Linked DNA regions of Anser cygnoides: region 2 is linked to region 1. A link is a contact called in public Hi-C data. All regions are on one chromosome and are shown on one strand. Each heading gives the region's core, a stretch centred on a gene start, on an enhancer-like site or on the middle of the called end of the contact. The rest is flanking DNA. Distances are from core to core; before and after follow the strand shown.

The links. A called contact is a pair of places that touch in the nucleus more often than the background predicts.
Region 2: a Hi-C map of granulosa cells shows a contact between it and region 1, with 1.8 times the contacts expected there. The contact joins the promoter of ELAC2 here to the promoter of TMEM220 in region 1. A contact is called at or near these places in 2 of 7 Hi-C or Micro-C datasets (granulosa cells and liver).

What each region holds. Positions count from the first base shown.
Region 1 is chr19:693,225-699,978 of Taihu_goose_T2T_genome, forward strand. It overlaps TMEM220 (transmembrane protein 220), which reads right to left and starts at 4,357. Exons shown (of 5, transcript XM_048076003.2): 1 at 4,221-4,357; 2 at 3,059-3,119; 3 at 966-1,089; 4 at 96-155. The coding sequence starts at 4,307.
Region 2 is chr19:1,077,736-1,084,489 of Taihu_goose_T2T_genome, forward strand. ELAC2 (elaC ribonuclease Z 2) reads left to right here and starts at 3,164. Exons shown (of 24, transcript XM_066980303.1): 1 at 3,164-3,438; 2 at 3,516-3,566; 3 at 3,640-3,710; 4 at 4,269-4,333; 5 at 4,994-5,051; 6 at 5,557-5,625; 7 at 6,149-6,304. The coding sequence starts at 3,179.

The sequences.
Region 1 (6,754 bases), core at 3,107-5,606:
TATGAAATAGAAAAACAAGCAGCCAAAATCACCTACGTGTTTTCAAGAAGCTAGTCACTAAATATGAACATTCAAGTGGATTAAGAAAAACTTACTTTGCTGAACTGCGACAAAGACTCATCCATATTGTAATAATCACCAGACCAAATAACTCTCTAAAAAACAACAACAAAAAAATGAGATCAGAAAATAATGCCAACATCTGCTTGCTTGTGAAAAATACAACTTTCCTCCAAAAAAAAATAGATGAAGTATGGGCTGTCTCCCTTTGGAGAAGTTCAATATATTTTACAAGGATTATAATTACACTAAGTCACTTTGTCTCTCAGCTCAAATCTACAAACACACATGATCCAGCTATACAGCTGCAGCAATTCCTGCTTCCACTTTTGTTCCACTGCTAAACTTACATTCTGTGGCACATTTCCCTCAATACAGAGTGAAGCAACATCCCAATATTCATCTGTAAACAGAAGCACTACCTGCCGCTGCTTCCCCTCTATACTGAGCAAGCACCCAGCAAACAACCAAATGATTATCCAGGTGCAAAATCCTCCCTCCCTCTCAACCCCCAGCAATTCAGAGGACTCAGCAGCCTGTGACAGATAAGCATGGATATGGTATCACCTCAAAGGTTTTTAACACTAAATCCTGTTTCTACAGCTCCAGTAGCAGAATGCAAAGCTATTTCACAGTACCAGTGCTGTGTCTTTGAAAGCCAGAACTGCCCCCGCAATTAAATCTTGCTACCTCAGTCAGGTAGGATTCAGGCATAATTAGGATTCACCTTTCAGTTCTTTTGTCCAACAAATTGCTGTTTTGTAACTCTGTGATCCTTTCTCCTTAGGTTGATTCCCCTGGACAGACACCATCATTGCAACAGCTCAGATGAGCTTATCGAAGTGACCCACCAGAAGGAGATGGCCTGGTGCACCGAATTCATGCAGGGAAAATTCACTACTTACCTGCCTTCCTCTTCATGCAAAATGTTTCCTTGAGTGTACACAAACAAAGAACAAGCCAAAGCAATGGTTCCAAAAATACAACCAGCAGAATGAAGGTCACAGAGACTTCTCCAAACCGCGTTTTCTGAGGAAAAAAAATAGGCTGGCAGGAACTGCAGTGTAGCATGAAGTGAACTGAAAAACAACCCTATGAACTGAAAAGCAACTGAGCTGCTAAAAAACAGATTCCTTACAACAAGCACATACATCTCAGGCAGGAAGACAGAATTAATACCAGCATCTTTATGACCAGGGAAACCTTCTAGAAAGTGCCGTTGGAATTGTATGCTAGTGGGCTTGGGTCTTGTTTTCCTAGGAATGCAACCTCTTGGCAGCAGTGCCTCAAAGAAAACAGTTTCTTAATCGCCCTAGCAAACGAAGCAGGCTCCAGCATTCAATATGCACAGAAGATGACAAGGCAGATTACAAATGGAAGTTTGCTTAAGCAAAAGGAATGTCCCTTCTCAAGTGCAAGCCATGTTCCTGGAGGATCCAAGGCTCCAGGGAGTGACTCCCAACCCTTAGCAGCGCCAGTGAGCTACCAGCACAATGCAGGGAGCTCCATCCTTCAGGTTCCCTGATAAGCCTCTGTCTAACCTTTCACCAGTGATCATGACGAACACTGACATCTCTGCCTGTGGGCTCAGGACTGATGTTTTAAAGACAGAAAAAGAGATGTGAAAAATCTGAATGGACCCACAGATTTTTCTGGTTTACCATGTTCATTCCCAAGAGCTCATTCATGGGAGAGAGATGAGCAAATGATACAGGCAGTGCTCCGTCTGATCCCAACAATGTCATCAGCAAACACCACAAAGTAAAAAGTAGCCTTTCCTAGTCACTGACCCCTCCAGGAAAGCGTTAAAGATGACGCGCTGCCAAAATTCAAGAACTTGGTATGACCTAACTTCATAACTGATCCTACAGTAAACTGAACTTACTGCATCTCTGCAGAGGCTGAATTGGAGTCTTCCATGGACATGAATGATAAATATCACTTGTTGAATTTACATAAATGTCAAATTACACAACAGTTGTGCTATTTTAATTTTTATTTCTTAGAGACCATGGTGCAAGTAACAAATTTGTAAGTTTAACTTGCAGATTCTCTTGGCCAGTCAAATGCCATTATGTTGAGGCTACACCTACCACACAAGTAAACCTCCTCCAAAATATTCAACATCACAGATGGGTTTTGGTTTTATGAATGCTGCTGCTTTGTGTGCCTAAGGTACCCAGAATGGTGAGACAGTGTAAGGGTGTGGTTTGTGACAACAACATGTACTCTTGAGGATTTTCCTTTCTGGTATAAGTATGGTTTTAGTTTATTCAGATTAAGTATTCACCCAGCTAAAACACAGTCACTTTGGGTATATCAAGAGTAGTCATTTAAAAATTATCTCCACTGGATTAAAACACACAAAAAAATGAATTTTCTGGAATCCTGGACCAAATCTGATCTGACCAATTCTTTCAACACATCATATGGTGTTAGCCCTCAGTGTGCAATGTTGGGAAGTCAGTCATAGCATAGACTGAATGTCCCCACCACTGCCCTTACGCTCTTTGGAGCAGCTGTATTACAGCTAATGCTTGATACTAAACAAGACCTTTAGCTCTTTCAAAGCATTGCGCTGAGCTTAATTTCTTTTATATGAGATAGATAAGCAAAAACACAGCTTTAGAACAGGGAAACCATGTTGATTAGACTATGTGCTAAGGTCAACATCAGAGACAGGTTCAGAACGTGCTCCCAGACTTGTGCTCCATGTGCTCCACTTATTCCATGACTGCTTAAACCAGGGTGCAGTGATAAGATCATCCCAGAAGCAGGCCTTTATGCAGGGCTCCTGCGTTTGCTTATAGCAAGTTCAACTACAAGTACTAAAGCAATGACCAGCTTTTGTAGAAGCAGGTACCACAGCTTTCTGCCCTCAAAAAAGGCAGTAGGACATGTTTGCATGCAGCCTGATCTTAATCTGTGACTCAATGAAAACAAACTTTCTGGAGGCAAAATTTGAGCAGAGATTCTGTTTTACACACCAATACTATACCTGTTACTGAAGGGCTAAGGCCAACAAGCAGTGTAAGGGCAGCCGGGACCAAGTAGACAACCTGTTAATGAAACACAAGTATACTCTACAGCAAAATTTACGAAGGTAAGGAAACAGAAGCAGTCACCCATACCAGTACTTCTTTTCCACAGCAGTTTGCCAGATGCACAGAACAGCCATACAACTCTGTCCCTTTGGCATGCCCTGGTACTGCTAGTGCTCTTCTGAGTGCAGCAGCAAGCCAGCGCTTCCTTACTCACCACCCAAAATCCTTGCACAGCACAGCTGTGAGACGGTCAGCTGAGCACCAGCCCCTGTGCCTGGGCTTCAGGCTTACCTGAGCTCTTACTGCCCAACCAGCTCGCTGCACCAGCCCTGAGCTGCAGTGTGGTCCCCAGGGAGAGCCCCTGTAAGAAACATCCCCCTGCACCGTGACCTCTGCCTGTGCTGGGTGGGAGCAGAAGCAGCCTCTGCTGCCACTTCCCAACCCCGCCACTACCAGCTGGGCTCACCTGGACAAGGGATGTACGGGGTGTGCATGGACATGGAGAGGACAGGTACGATCCCCACCCACCCAGCAGCTCCTGACATGTACAGAGAGACCCCCCGGGCCCCTGCAGCTCAAAGCCCTGCTCACACTGATCCAGGGCCACTGGTGGCTGTTCCCGTGCCTGAGAATGACGGGCGTGGGCAGAGAGATGTGAGTTTTCTTTAGGTCTCTTCTGAGACTCAAGGGTCCCTGCTGAGGTCAGTGGTGACAGACGGTGAGCTAAGGCAAGCACAGGAGATGATGGAGACCTGGTGGTGACAAGGTCAGGAGGCCTAGGGCCCAGGCAGGGAAGAACCAGAGGTTTGGTGCTCTGCACGCCGGGGGCTGAGCCTCAACCCCAAGCAGACAGCCCCGCAGAGCGCAGCACCTGCCTTCTGCCCTGCGCCACGCTCCAGCCCGTACTCACCACCCACAGCCCGGCGTCCGGGTCGTTCACCTGCAGCGAAGAAACGCACGCTGAGCCTCCGCAACCTCTGCGCGGGCTGGGCCGGGCTCGGCAGGCGGGACAGGGCGGGGAGCAGAGTGTGGGGGCCCCGGCCGGCCTCAGGTCGCACCAGCGCCCGGGCCCACCGCAGCCTAGGGCAGCCCCAGGCCCTCGGCCGCTGCCCTCACCTGCACGGCAGCCGCCAGCCCGAAGAAGGCGGCCATAAGCAGGTTGCAGAGCTGCCACAGCCGCCTCGCCGAGCTGCCGCCCGCCATGGCCGGAGCCAGCCTCCGCCTCCGCCTGCAGGGGGACGGCCGCTGAAGCCGCGCATTCGCCGCCGCGGGCCCGCCTGCCGGGCTGGCTGCGGCCGCCCTGAGGGGACGGCCAGAGGAGGGGCGCGGGGGCGCGCTCCGCTCGCTAGAGTCAGATGATACACCAAAGGGCAGGGGGCGCAAATGGTTGGGCTTGGAAGGTTTTGACCTTCGTCCTCACCAGGAGGGTCGTGCAGCCTGCCCCAGGTCGCCAGACAGGCTGTGCGATCGCTGGCCTTGGAGATTTCTGAGGCTTGCTCACCCGGTCTGGTGTTGGTGATAATCCTGCTTCAAGTGACACGTTGGGCTAGAGATGTTCAGACATTCCTTCACACCGTCATGGCGATGTTTCTGCAAAACTCGTACATGGGAGAAAATTAGATCTTTGTCCCATGAAATAAACATGACAAACCTATACAGTAAGACTTATAAGTAGCTATGCAAAAGCATAAACCCTTCAAGAGGGGCCCTGTGGTCCCTGCCTGAGCTATGCTGTAACAATGCCCATCTCCGGCTCAGCCACAGCCACGTCTGTGTTTGCCTACAGAGCCTACCGGGAAGAAAGATTCACATATGTTATATTAATCTTGGTGGCAGGTATCTGAAACAGGATATTTTTTTTTGTCTATTGTAGAAATAACTAAGCCTGCTGACAGCTGGCATCACAGAAGAGAAAGACGTCATTCCCAGTGAGCTTCTCACAGGCATCTTGTCTCTCCCAAAAGCCATGAACGGAGACAGCTCTGGGGATCACAGATTGGAAATTTGATGATCTTGAAGAACCACAGGCATAGGAGAGGATTAGCAAGTCAGGGATAAAAGGAGGCTTCTTTTTTTTTTTTTATTTTCCCAGCCAGGAGACTGGGATTTAAATCACTATTTTTGTAACGACCCTATAGTCTAGGATTCATTTGATATTTAAGAAGACATCCAGTCTTTTTGTATTGTCTGGAGAACAAAAGGGATACTACTCAGAAAAAACAGTACTTCCTCATCATTTCCTGATCATTTATCACCCAAAGTGATAATTATTTACAAAATGAAAGGGGGTTCTTAAGAAATATGATATCTACTGTGTCCATCTACCAAAGCTGAGTATCTGCCAGATTATTTCTCCCACTGATTTCAGTAGCAGCATTCAGCCCCACACAGAATTAGTACTCACTGAACTGTTATGCGGAAGACACGTGAATACATTTGTGGAGGGGATTAATGCTCACCTCGTCCTGTTATTTGTAACCGAGTCTTTCCTTGAGCAGGTCATGAGAAATGAAATTACTGCGGAGAATGTCACAGAGAAGTAAGAGCCCTCTTTGTAAATGGCTGCCATTGTTACAGCTACACTGAGTAGGCTTTATGGCTCATAATAATTGTGTTATTCTGTATATTAAACAATTGCTGGTGGCTGCAAGCATAACAGTGGGCCATGTCCAATATAACTAAATCCCTCTAGATGTTTAAATTGATTCACACTGACATCCTGAAGCTCAGCAAAATTAAACTGCTCTCTACAGGTGCCCTTAAGAGTAAAACTTTCCTGTTAAGCATTCTGGGAAAGGAGTACCAATGGTTAGAGAAAAGCTGAAAGACTACAATCCAACAGGATACGTATATTTTGTTCTCCTCTTACCGAACCCTGCTTGAAGTGTGGATTTGCAAGAGCAACAGGCAAAATGCCGTGCAATCTTTCAGTAGGTCCCCAGGTAGCTGCATTCCCTTGGTGAGGCACCAGGAACTACACTGTATGACTGGTTCGTTTTTTTAAGGACACAGGACTTCACCAGAAAGCACGTGGTCATGATTTTCTTTGTGGTGCAACCTCTGCCTCCAGATCTTCAGTCCATTCCCCTCACCTAAAGCAGAGAAGGTGTATCAGGCTAGAAAACAGAAATGTCAAGGACTTTTAGCTGGGTAAGAAATGATAGTGGTGTTAGTAAGAATAAGAGAGATGAATATAAGACAGAGTATGTCTTTTGTTAGAACAATTTATATGATAGAAAAATAAAGGTAGAGATGTTTTTCAGGCACACCAGCTCTTTTCAGGTGGGAAAAAAGGTGTGAATTTCTGTCCATTTCCTCCAACTATATTAGCTGGTCTTGCAAAAAGAAATCTCAGCTGTGATGAACTCTGACTGTTTCCTTTGTCCTGTTACAAGTTATTGCACACACCTTTATAGCCCACCTGGTCCATGGGCCATGGCTGGGCCACCTGGAGGAGAGCTGCTGCTTGCCATTTTGTAGCTGCTGGGCTGTGAGTGCAGAGGGGAGACAGTGGCTTCTGGAGAGCAGCTGTGAGAGAAAGTCACGGAGACAGGGTGGAAGGCAGAGAAACAGTCTGCCAGGCAGAGTCAGGATCGTGTGTGGAGTGGGCTGGGGTAGGCCAAGACCTCCGTCTCCCCATCAAGTAACAG
Region 2 (6,754 bases), core at 1,914-4,413, 380 kb after region 1:
TTGCTTCTTATCACAGCTGGGCTGGTTATTTTCACAAGCAACAGGAAGCCTCAGTGCACCACTGACCCACCTAAACTCTTCATACTGTCCTGTGTCATCTTTAATCTACATGTAAATCTGCTCTTCTAATAAAACTCTAGACTACAGGGGATAATGGATGATCAGTGTAATATACAGTCTCTGGATTAGCAAACAAATTGAAGCACCAGTTTCATCTGGGGAAAAGTCTCAGAGATAAGCACCCTCCCTTGTTTGTTCACGGCATCTATTGGGAGATTACTTTTAAATCTCTCTTATGGCACAGCTGATGTTATCGCTTCAGCTGAATTAGTTAACCAAACTGCGCATTACTGTGCATTATTTAAGTAAGGCCAGATGGGGTGCGTTTCCTCACAACCCCCAGGCAGCACTGATTTCATAACGACTCCCCAAGCTGGGGCTGATTGTTGCATGTGATCTTCACAAGCTAGAAAGATGAGACATCAGGGGAAAATGAGACTGTAATTTAACATTGGTGATCAAAGGCTTGGGAGAGCTGTTCCAGGTGACCCCCTTGCCCCAGCACTGCCTGCTCCTGTAGCGATGCTCAGCTTCGTGCCCCATCCCAGCCTGGCAGGAGCCCGGGCTGACCACGGCCTCCCAGATCGCTGCTGATCACTTGCAGGCAGCCCCTGTCAGCACCAGTGCTGCACATGGGAGGTATGGGATAAGAATGACTTGGGGACAGCCCACAGGCTTTATGTAAGCAGGAGCACAGAAGGAGAACACACAAGCAGGAGGCTGCAAACCAACCTGGGCTTCCCCTGGTCAGGTTTTGAAGTCTAGCTTCAGCTAGAGCTGAGAGCAAGCCCTTGGCCCATTACTGGGCAGGGAGGTGGGGGTTCCTCCTCTGCAGGGTGCTGCCCGTTGTCACAATGGTGTCAAACACCCTCCTGCAAGAGGCCTCAGTCCCTGCTCTGCTCTCAGCTCCTTGGCAGAAACTCTTGGGTGTGCTCCTCACATCCTCCGCAGCCACCACAGGTGGGCTTGGGCAGCCTGCCCTGTGCTGCAGAGCACCATGCCAGCGCAGGACCTCCTGCATGCAGTGGAAGCTTACAGGGCAAGAAAACATTTTCAGTCAGTCCCTGTAGCACCACATAAGAGCTTCTGAGCAATACAGAGATGCCGTTTGCAGCATTAATGTCTGTGGGCAATTCCTGGGCCTCGCCACCACCCAGACAAAGCTCACTGCCTCTGCGCACCCAGAACATGCACTGATGGATCACAGCTGTTGTTCCAGATGACTCTGAGAAGCGAGGGATAGCTTTAGCCTCCAGGATTTAAAACTATTCCCAACGTACACAAGGTCATGCCCAACATTTGAACCCAAGATCTTCCCCAGCTTTACCAAGCACCCTGCCTATAATCCCAAAGATAGCTTTCCAAGGAAATCTGAATCATGACAGTTAAGTCAGCGAAATGCGCGAGCCATTCATTTTAGAAGTACTGCAGGAGCTAAGCCCTGGGACGTCCCTACTTCCCTGCCAGAAAATCTGTAGGACTAGGACACTCACCCAGAACAAGCGGCGTAACTATAAATGAGAAGACGTCTCCTTCTGAGCCCTGAACCTGTCTGAAATTTCTTCCCAGAATGTGAGCTCCCATGAAAACGTTACGGCTGGAATTGCAGAGGACAGTGCTGTGCTGACAATGATATCTATTCAGAATCAGAGTTTTTTGACTACTTCCTGTGAAATCCTCACAAGACTGTTGAGATGTTGCAGGTAGCTTTGTCGCTTTCCAGAATTTACTGGAATCACAGCTCTAAACACTAGACTGTGCACATAAAGTCAAGCCAGCAAGGTTAAACAAAATTGCCAGGAAATGTTTGACTAAAAATACCACAGAACCATCATTAACTTATCTCATCAACTAAAGAAACTTTGGCTGGAAATCCCATGCCAGCTGGTCAGAGCCCTAAGAAAGCTTTTGTGCTCCCAGAGGTGTTAAAAAAAAAAGAAAGAAAAAAAAGGGCAGTTGTTTTCACACTTCCTAATTATTCACCTGAGCAGAAAATTGTTGACAAAGGGAAGAAGGGGCGGGAATGCGCAGATCCAGTACACTCACCTTTAGGAAACTCCAACTGCATTGGGATTTGGGAAACAATTTAAGATCTAAACTGATTTCTCTTCCTGTGTGGCTTCAGGGAGCAGAGCCAAATGCTGTGCGCGAGCTTTAGGCTGCAGGACTGTAATGTGGAAAACGTGCATGACCACAGGGCTTGCCATTCAGGGGAACAATCCCTTTATTTCATCCAGAAGTGCGGGGCAAAAAACAAAAACACACCATGCTGATTTGAACTATTGTGTGAAGAGATGGGAGTCTGGAGAGATGGAAACGAGTTATGGATTTGAACAAAGACTGACAGAACATCTGTAACCAGCCACGGCGGGGCCCGAGGTCTGAGCTCGTGGGCAGGTCCCCACCCAGCCTGCTCGCCTGGATCTCTGGAGGAGAAAGGGAAGAGCATTGGCACCGAGAATAAAGGGAGACAGTGTTTGGAAAGCAGAGGGCTGAGAAAGATAAGGTTTGCCTTTGCAAGTAAGGAAGAAAAGGGATATTGATGGTTCGGATTGTTTACGTTGGGGTACTCTGGTTACAGTAAAATTCAGTGGTTCTTTTTGAAGCAAACGGAAAGCCCCAGGGGGCTCCGAGCGGGTTGAGAGAGCTTGGAAATAAACAAAGCTGCGGCCTGGATCAGCTCGGGCTTGTAAACAGGGCCCGGAGCAGGCTCGTAGGGAAGAGGAGCTGGTGGAAAGCGGGGAAACGGGTGTGGCTGCGGGGGACCTGGCGGGGGGGGGGGGGGGGGTGGCTCCTGCTCGCACCGGGCTGCTCGGGGCTCCGTGAGTGGGGCCTCGGACACGCCGGGACGGGGACAGGGACAGCGACAGGCCCGCCAGGCCCCGCCCGTCTCAAGCGGCGCGGGGGGAGGTGGGGGGGGACGCGTTGCTGGGCGCCCGCGAGCATCCGCTGAGCCCGCCCCTCAGCGCCACCCCGGGCGGGGCGATTGCCATTGGCGGGCCCCCGTCACGTGACAGCGGCCGCTCTCCGCCGAGTCCCCCGGGGCCGCCGTCGCCTTGCCGTTGGCCCTCCCTCGTCACGCGGCGCGGCCGGGGCGGGGCGGGGCGGGGCGGGCCGCATGTGGAGGCTGGCGCGGGCGCTGCGGCCGGGCCTGGCGGGGCGGGGGGGCGCGGGCAGGGCCATGGCCGAGGGGCCGGGGCCGGGGCCGAGGGGCGCCTCGCGGCGGCCCCGGGGCGTCCCGCGGCACGTTTGGGCCCGCGAGCGGCGGCGCGACGCGGGGGCGGCGCTGGCGGGGCCCAGCACGGTGTACGCGCAGGTGGTGGCGGCGGGCGGCCGCGACGCGGGCGCCTCCGTCTTCGTCTTCTCCGAGTTCAACCGGTGAGCGGGGGGCGGGGGGCGCGGGGCTGGGGGCGGCCGGCGCTGCCGGCGGCCTCACCCCCCCCGTCCCCCCCCAGGTACCTGTTCAACTGCGGCGAGGGCGCGCAGCGGGCCATGCAGGAGCACAGGTGAGCGCCGGGCAGGGTGCGGGGCCGGGCCGGGCGGCGCCGGGCCCCGCTGAGCGCCCCGCTGTGTCGGCAGGCTGAAGATCTCGCACCTGGACTGCGTCTTCCTCAGCAGGCTGGCGTGGGCCAACGTCGGCGGGCTGCCGGGTGAGTGTGTGTGTGTGGGGGGGGGGGGGGGTGGTTGTGGGGTCGCAGCTGGGGCTCTGCAGCGCCTTCACCTGCAGCGGGGTGCGAGAGGCGCTGCCCGCCCCGCGCACGTGGCTGCCTCGGCCCCGAGGTCCCGCAGAGGGAAGGCGCCGCCAGCACGGAGACGTTCGTGAGCCGGGCTGGTTTGTGCTGGAAGGGTGCTGCTCCCTGCCTGTCCTCAGAGTAGGCTGAGGTTACGGCAGGTTGTCCAGGATTTTGTTCGTTACAAGGCTGGGGATCTCCCCAAAAAGTAGGAGGGTAATGGCCTCCCCAGGTAGCTTGTTCCACATTACGACTGTCAAGATCCACGGGTATTTTCAAGATTTGCGGATATTGGCTGTATCTGCGGAGATACCTGACTCATTGAAACCTCCACAAGGCTGTGCCAGAACTGAGTTTGCATCCAGGTTCAGGCCTGGTCTTCACAAGACGCCCAGCGCTCCTTGGCAGCAAGAGGGAGCTTTCTGGTATGACCTGTCAGTGGGTCTGTGGTAAAGCTGTTTCTCTGCTGTGTTTTAGGTATGATTCTCACATTAAAGGCTATGGGGCTTCAAAGATGTGTTTTCCTAGGGCCACCAAAGCTGGTAAGTAGTGGAAGCTTGCAGAAAGGGGAGAAAAACCTTCACATATTGATGCTTACCTTGCAACTGGGAGAGCCGGTATTAAGGCAGGGAGTCATCTTAGAGGTATAAGGTGCCGGTCCGATGTAGTGCCAGTCTGAAGGCTCTGCTGGAAAGGTTTAAAAAGCAAATCTCTTCAGTTACACGCAAGACAGCATCAGGCTTCTCCTAAAACTGTTTTGTCAGTTAGTGTTCTGGAAAATAATTTCAGGAAAAAAAGAACATCCTTTGTTCTCTTGACTGCTTTTCCTCCCCACATTTCCTTTTGATAGGAAGTTGGCATCTGATCTCCAGCCAAGGCGTGGTATTAAGCCGGTAACGATTGCCTTAAGCAGAAATTTTCCAGTCTTTGTCCTTATTTAATTTCCTCGCAATATTTAGCGGGAGGTAATGGTGATTCAAGGGATGGGAGGAATGGTTCTGCATTTTCCTTTCTCCGAACTGGTGATGCCCACTGGAGGTGGGACACCTGCCCGGTGCTTTCCGGCCGGCTGCATGCTGCCCGTTTTCTCCTGCGGGGAGTTGATCCCGTGGCTTCGTGAAAGTAAGGTTTAACTGCTGACAGTGGTACTCATAGTTTGCACTGCTGAGGGGTGGCCTCCTGACTCACTGTCTCTTTTCCAGCAAAACTACTTGAAAGCAATTCGGCTCTTTCCTGGACCCCTAAAAAGAATGGATTTAGGTACGTACATAAGGGGAGCACAGCTAACATCAGCTTTTTGTTTCAGCTGTAGCTAAAGTTGCATTGAATGTTAACAACTTCAGAATAAAGGCTCTAGTTACATCCCTTCAAAGGTGGTTTTAAATAGCTGTTTTGATCTGATACAGTGTCCAAACCCATCCCAAGAACTGCTTGGAAGAAAAACAGTGTTTCCAACTCTGGTTCTGGCAGGCAGCTGCCAGTCTGCCAGACTAGCTCATGGAACTCAGGTTTAAAGCGCTGTTAAGGCATTTTGCTCCCAGAGGCTGTCAGTGAGCTTGTTTACCATGGTGGTAAGGGCTGTTCTGTGGCCAGTGGGCTGGTAAGAGCTTTCATTATTCTTTGATCTTTGCAGTGGGGCAGAGAACGGAAAGGGGGACGTTCAGCAGGTTTTGTTTAAGAGAGGAAAATATGCTTTTCTGATCTTCTTGTAGAGCATGAATCTGTTCTTTGAACTCCTCAGTGACTGTTTCTGATCTCTTTCCAGCTGTGCAGTTGCACACAGAGCCGGAATATAAGGACGAGACGATGACAGTCCACCAAATACCTCTTATAGGTGAGCATGTGATGCTGTAGGCAGACAGGAAAAGCACTTGTTCAGTAATTGTACTTAAGGGGATTGAAATAGCAGCTTCTATTTGCAAGCCTGAGTAAGGAGAGGCTTATGAATTTACATGTCCTTCTCAGCAGAAGGATCTTTCAAAGAAAGCAGACGTGCTGAGTCAGCCTTTGTTTGCTCCTTTTGTTGTGGGTAAAGAATGGCATGTGAAACATGACTGAATCTGGCTTTACTAGCCAGCAGAGTCTTCTTACTACTAAAAGCTGCAATACTTTGGGCACAGACATAACTTTGACAGAGTTTAGCTGTTTTGAGAGAATCTGAAGGACTTACTTCAGGTGCCGTCAGACATTTAAGAGGCTGGTACATGCAAGAGCAAGTCAAACTGGGGGGAGACGGTCAAACTGTCTTCTGGTACAGTTTGAACATGAACGTCATGGAAGAGGAAATGTTGCTCATGCTTTTCCTATTTGTCTCTTTTGTTTGAGTGATTTGTCCGGTTTTCTTCAATTTGGGACAGGAAAACCACTAGATGCTGAAAGTATGTTTCCTCGGAGTCCAGCGTTATCAGCACAAGGTGAGAATAGCCCAAAAGGTGACACAGAGCCTGGATCTCCAAAAGCTGCACGTCCAAGCTTGGATGAGGGCAAAGGAGAAGAAAGCCCAAAGAAAACAGGTGAAAACAATGGGGAACTCTTAACTTTCTTGAAATAAAAGCAAATTAAGAACGTTCATGTGTCCTCCAAGCTGTTTGTCTTGTGGCAGTGAGGTCTGCAGAGGAGCTCGGCTGCAGAATTACAATGAGCAAATTGAGTTCTGGTACTTTGGAACTTAATGCAGAACTATTAAGGCCTAGGAATGGGGCGTGATTCCTACCTGGGGTGTGCTTAGGTTGTGTAGTGATTTGCTTCTGGCTGGAGTGGGTGCTCCAGCCTTTGCAATGTAATTATGAGTGGATATTGGGACTGATAAATTTTCAAACTTGTGTTTTATTTATTTTTGTTTTGTACCTGAAGCTGTGGGCTCTCTGGCCTTAGGTGCTTGGAACGCTTTGCTGAGAGGCTGCAAGTTGGCTGGATGATGTTGCTTCTGTTATTGCCATAGCAAAAAATTCATCTTAGCTTTA